Linked DNA regions of Mus musculus: region 1 is linked to region 2. The links are chromatin contacts, called in public HiChIP or PLAC-seq maps. All regions are on one chromosome and are shown on one strand. Each heading gives the region's core, a stretch centred on a gene start, on an enhancer-like site or on the middle of the called end of the contact. The rest is flanking DNA. Distances are from core to core; before and after follow the strand shown.

Evidence for each region. HiChIP or PLAC-seq counts read pairs in DNA pulled down with a chosen protein or histone mark.
Region 1: an H3K4me3 HiChIP or PLAC-seq map of bone marrow-derived macrophages shows a contact between it and region 2, with 2.8 times the contacts expected there. The contact joins two enhancer-like sites. A contact is called at or near these places in 2 of 15 datasets of contacts at CTCF or cohesin (CD8 T cells and large pre-B cells), 10 of 484 Hi-C or Micro-C datasets (B cells, bone marrow-derived macrophages, embryonic fibroblasts and 4 more), 3 of 115 datasets of contacts at active chromatin or transcription factors (CD8 T cells and bone marrow-derived macrophages) and 3 of 9 other capture datasets (adipose tissue, liver and pancreatic islet).

What each region holds. Positions count from the first base shown.
Region 1 is chr2:122,452,870-122,455,636 of GRCm38.p6, forward strand. Slc28a2 (solute carrier family 28 (sodium-coupled nucleoside transporter), member 2) reads left to right here. Exons shown (of 20, transcript NM_172980.4): 13 at 1,612-1,737; 14 at 1,820-1,950; 15 at 2,363-2,531; 16 at 2,690-2,767. Among named protein-coding and RNA genes, the nearest start is that of Slc28a2, 28 kb to the left of the region's middle. Within about 2 kb of position 1,327, at least 4 of the 459 cell types and tissues checked have an H3K27ac peak or open chromatin away from gene starts, as enhancers often do. A contact at or near this core is called in bone marrow-derived macrophages, where this site is marked.
Region 2 is chr2:122,407,786-122,410,485 of GRCm38.p6, forward strand. No RefSeq gene overlaps it. Among named protein-coding and RNA genes, the nearest start is that of Slc28a2, 17 kb to the right of the region's middle. Within about 2 kb of position 1,351, at least 39 of the 459 cell types and tissues checked have an H3K27ac peak or open chromatin away from gene starts, as enhancers often do. A contact at or near this core is called in bone marrow-derived macrophages, where this site is marked.

The DNA.
Region 1 (2,767 bases), core at 77-2,576, 45 kb after region 2:
AGTCAGTCTTTATGAAAGAATCCTCAGAGGGTCAAGGAGAACTCGATGCCTAATGCACAGTCCAGACACACTATCCAGCTTCTTATATAGGGGAATGTCCTAGTCTAAGCCTTATCCCCTCAGGAGCTGGGAAGGATGGTTGAGCTACCTCTGGTTTCTTGCTGTGATTCACCGTGATTTTTCTGAGGTCTCTGAGGAGGCAATGGCTTGTCTTGCTCAGAACTGTCAGGACTCTTCTTCACACAGCATCTTTCTCAGTGTATCCATCTGTGTGGAAGAGCATGTGTTTGTGTGCAATAGATGTCTTTCTCTTTGCTGTGATTAAATACCTTGGAAAAAAAAGGTGTATTAAGAGAAAAAGGATTCATTTTGACTCACGGCTTGAGAGTACAGCCACCCTATTGGGAAGAGCTTGGTGACAGGAGCTTAAGGCCACTGGTGCTTGTGCCCAGCACCCAGGACCCAAGCCTAGGAAATGTCCTAACCACTTTTAGAATGGGTCTTTCTGCTTTAATCTAATTAAAATAATCTCTCACAGGCTGACCTATCAAGATAACCCCTCACAGGCATTCCTAGAGTCATTTTGAGGAGATTCTATCAATTATTGATAATCAACATTAACCATTTCAGTGTTAAATCTATGCTATTGACTGGTCAAATCAACATTAGGGACAATAGTTTTTCAAATGAGTAAGAAGTTAACAATTGGGGTCTTTTTCTCCCAAAGCCTTGGGCTGTTTATCTGCTTTTGATCTGTTTTCACAGTACTTTTGGATTCTTTTATCATGACCTTACATTTTGCTAAAATTATCTATAATCAGTTGAACTTTTCCAGCTAGACCTAATCATCTAAGAGCAGGGCCCTTGCCTTAGTGCTCTACTAAGCTAATCCATCGTTTTGCTGACACTCATTAAAGGATACATGACCTAATAGATTAAGGCTAGGTCATTTCCTCCTTGAATCTTCCTAATTAATAAAAATTACAGACATTTCATTAAAAAATTATATTTTGTTTAATGACTCTTCCTCTCTCATCTCTCCTCTCTTCTCTGTCTCTCTCTCTGTCTCTCTCTCTGTCTCTCTCTCTCTCTGTCTCTCTCTCTCTCTCTCTTTCGTATGTGTGTAAGTAGTCATGTATCATGGCTCTCATATGGAGGTCAGAGGACAACTTGTGGATGCCGGGTTTTTCTTTCCTTATGGGTTCTAGATATTGATATCAGGTCTCCAGGCTGAACTTTGTTGTTGGCTTGACATTATTTTCTTATTATTTCATACAGCATTAGCTTAGATAAGCTATTTTCAGTTCCTTTAATACATGCTCTGTAGACATCTAGTGTGTGGTCAGCAATGGAACTGTACTCTATAATTTACTCACTAAGCTCATGGACTTAGACACCGAAAACAAAGTAAATGAACACCAGTTGTCTACAGTATTCTATAATATGCTAGAGGAACACGTGAAAACAGGACCTCATGGAGATGGTTGGGCAGGTTTTTGTCCACTGACTGGAAGGGCATGTATCTGATAGGTCCATTCTCTATCTGGGATAAGCACTTTGACTTGGGGAGTGATACCCTCTTGGTGTGTGACTATTTTTCTTTGTTTTTAGACAGAGGCGCCTCTGCTCATCCGTCCCTACCTTGCAGACATGACCATCTCTGAAATCCATGCAGTCATGACTGGAGGCTTTGCTACCATAGCAGGCACAGTGTTGGGAGCCTTCATATCCTTTGGGGTGAGGCACAGTCAACATAATTGCTCATGGTGCACTCATGTTGAGGCCCCACAGTGGTGCTAATCCCCATCTGGCTTTACAGATTGATGCATCATCCTTGATTTCTGCCTCAGTGATGGCTGCCCCTTGTGCACTTGCCTTGTCCAAACTGGTATATCCAGAAGTCGAAGAGTCCAAGTTCAAGAGCAAGGAGGGACTGAAGCTGCCTCGAGGGTGAGCTGGGGACAGTTCAGGAGATGATAAGGTGTGCTACCTGAGGAAGCCCAGGGTGCTAGAGACTTCCAGCTTCCCCAAAGGAAGAAGGTCTGTCACTCCATGTCCCCTTTTGCTACCCTGCTTCCAGCTAATCATTTTCAGTCTTTGTTTTGTTTCGACTTAACCTTCCCACCTGGCATTAGTGGGATATTATACAAATATTCTATGTCCTTGGCATCAGACTTTCATGCAATAATATCTGAATCACTTCAGAGTAATCTCCACTATTATAATTACTGAGGATTCCCAGCACCCCTCAAAATGGCTGGCTACCCATTTCTTCCATTTTAGGGTCTATAGAGCTGCTCCTCTCTGAGGAGCTGAGATTACTGTAGATAGCATATTCTTTCTCTGTGCCCAATAACCACAGGGAAGAGAGGAATATCCTGGAAGCTGCAAGCAATGGAGCCACAGATGCCATAAGCCTTGTTGCTAATGTTGCAGCCAACCTGATTGCCTTTCTGGCTGTATTGGCCTTCATCAATGCTACCCTCTCTTGGCTGGGGGAAATGGTGGATATCCATGGACTCAGTTTCCAGGTAAAGTCTTATATGTGTTGGGCATGTTTTCCTGACTCTCAGTAAACTGAAAGCCTGAGGAGGAGAAGGAGGTAGAGGAAGGAGAGGCGGCTAAGTGTCTGGAGCAGCTCCTGGTGCCTGACTTCTGTTGTCTACTCTTCCTTTCCCTTCTTTCTCAGGTCATCTGCTCCTATGTCCTAAGGCCCATGGTTTTCATGATGGGTGTACAGTGGGCAGACTGCCCACTGGTGGCTGAG
Region 2 (2,700 bases), core at 101-2,600:
GGGCTCACCCTATGACCTAAAGGTCTCCTATCGGGCCCTGACCTTCAGTTTCTATCACCACTCTGCGATCTCATCATTGCAGACTTTCCCTCTCTTCTTTTCAGTCTAGTTTAGTCAGACCCCTCACAGGCCTGAACCTTTACTTCTCCTATCAGTGTCCTCACCTCTCTCCTCATCAACCCAACACTAATCATGAGAGCCAATCTGTTTCTTTTTCCTTTCTTTTTCTTTCCACTCGTATTCACAGTAACTAGTATATCATCACACGTGATATTATCAGTCTTCTTTTATTCCCTAAAATGATTGGTGTTTAAGGGCTAATTGATTTTTTAATTTGCTATCAATCCATTTTCACAGCTTTATCCCTGGAGAGTGAGTATTGTTTCAGAGTAGCATGCTCCTCTGAGGGAAGTATTAAGGATAGATGCTGGTGCTCCCAACAACCATCTACCAGAGGAATGACACCCCGGTCTTACTAAAACCTAGTTCTTCCAAGGCACTGCAAACACCTCCACTAAAAAAAGAAAGGTGAATTAAAAATTTAAAAGTTAAAAAAAAAACCCAAACCAATCAATTTGTAAATTCCAATTTAAAAACATAAGTAACCCGAGAAAACAAGAGGATGTATCTTCTCTGAAAGCTACACGATGCAGTAATGGCACCAATAACAGTGATTTAAATGAAAAACCAGACAAAGAACTGTAAAGAATGATTATAAATACATTCAAAGAAATAAAGGAAGGGACACAAGTAAGCTCCTCAATGAATTCCCAAGAGAACAAAAACAAGTGAATTAAATAAGGAAGTCAATACAGGATGTGAAAATGTAACAATAAAGAGATAGAAATACTAAATAGAAACTGAAGTGAAATATTCACTCCACCAGATAAAAAGATCGTGGGACAGCCTCAGAGGTAGAGTGAACCACAAGGAACACAGACTATCAGGCATTGAGGACAACACAGAGGAATTGGAGCACTTTGTCAGGGACAACGACAAATTAATAAAAAAATAATTACTAATCGAAGCTGTGAGATCTCTGGATACTATGAAAAAAAAAAACCTGTAGCTGTTATTTACAGGCATGGACAAAGGAGAAGGATTCCGTGACGAAGGCATTGGAAACATTTTCAGTAAAATCTTCTCTCAAAGTTACAAAATGCAGTAATGGCCCCAAGGAGAATGACTTAAATGAAATCCCAGACAAAGAATTCTAAGAACGATTATAAATATCCTCAAAGAAATAAAAGGAGGACACAAATAAGCTCCTGAATGAATTCCCAGGAGAATAAAACAGCTGCGTTAAATAAGGAAGTCAAAACGGGATGTGGAAATGAAACAGTAACGAAAAGCAATATTGAAGAGAAACTGAAACGAAACTCAGAAATATCAGAAAACTTCTAAAGTCTAGGGAAAGAGATGTGCATCAAGGCACAGCAAGTGTACAGAACAGCAAACAGGCAGGACCACTAAAGAAGTTCCCAGGTCGTCTTCATAGTTAAAACACTAAAGGCACAAATGAAGAAAGCACGTTGAAAAGTACAAGAGAGAGGCCAAGTCATATATAAAGGTAGGTCCACAAGATAACAGCTGATCTCCCCATCAAGTTATCTCATAACCGAAGGAGAAAGAAAACCGTTCCACGACAAAAGGAAGCTAAGGAAATCGATAACCACTAAACCAAGGTCTACAGAAGGCACTGAAAGGACTTTTTCTTCAGACTGAAGAGAAAAGTAACCACACTCAAAGGCTTGGAGAAAGAGAAAAGGATGCTGTTATCGTAGTTAAGCAAAGGAGGACCAAGTCAATTCCAAACACTGCAAGCTCAACAAAGCGGCCCCCTCTGCGCCCCTTAACTACTTTATTAAGTATCCCAACATCTCTTACTCTGTTTCTCAACAATGTCCTTCATTCTTCAGCTTGTCCCCTTTCAGCCAAGTGTTACCAGCTTTCTTTTCTTTTTCTTTTTTTTTTAGTATTTTTTAATATATATTTTTATTAGGTATTTTCCTCATTTACATTTCCAATGCTATCCCAAAAGTCCCCCATACCCTCCCCCCCCCAATCCCCTAACCACCCATTCCCACTTTTTGGCCCTGGCATTCCCCTGTACTGGGGCATATAAAGTTTGCCTGTCCAATGGGCCTCTCTTTCCAGTGATGGCCGACTAGGCCATCTTTTGATACATAGGCAGCTAGAGTCAAGAGCTCCGGGGTACTGGTTAGTCCATAATGTTGTTCCACCTATAGGGGTGCAGATCCCTTTAGCTCCTTGGGTACTTTCTTTAGATCCTCCATTGGGGGTCCTGTGATCCATCCAATAGCTGACTGTGAGCATCCACTTCTGTGTTTGCTAGGCCCCGGCATAGTCTCACAAGAGACAGCTCTATCTGGGTCCTTTCAGCAAAATCTTGCTAGTGTGTGCAATGGTGTCAGCGTTTGGAAGCTGATTATGGGATGAGTCCCGGACATGGCAGTCTCTAAATGGTCCATCCTTTCATCACAGCTCCAAACATTGTCTCTGTAACTCCTTCCATGGGTGTTCTGTTCCCAATTCTAAGAAGGGGCAAAGTGTCCACACTTTGGTCTTCGTTCTTCTTCAGTTTCATGCGTTTAGCAAATTGTATCTTATATCTTGGGTATCCTAAGTTTCTGGGCTAATATCCACTTATCAGTGAGTACATATTGTGTGAGTTCCTTT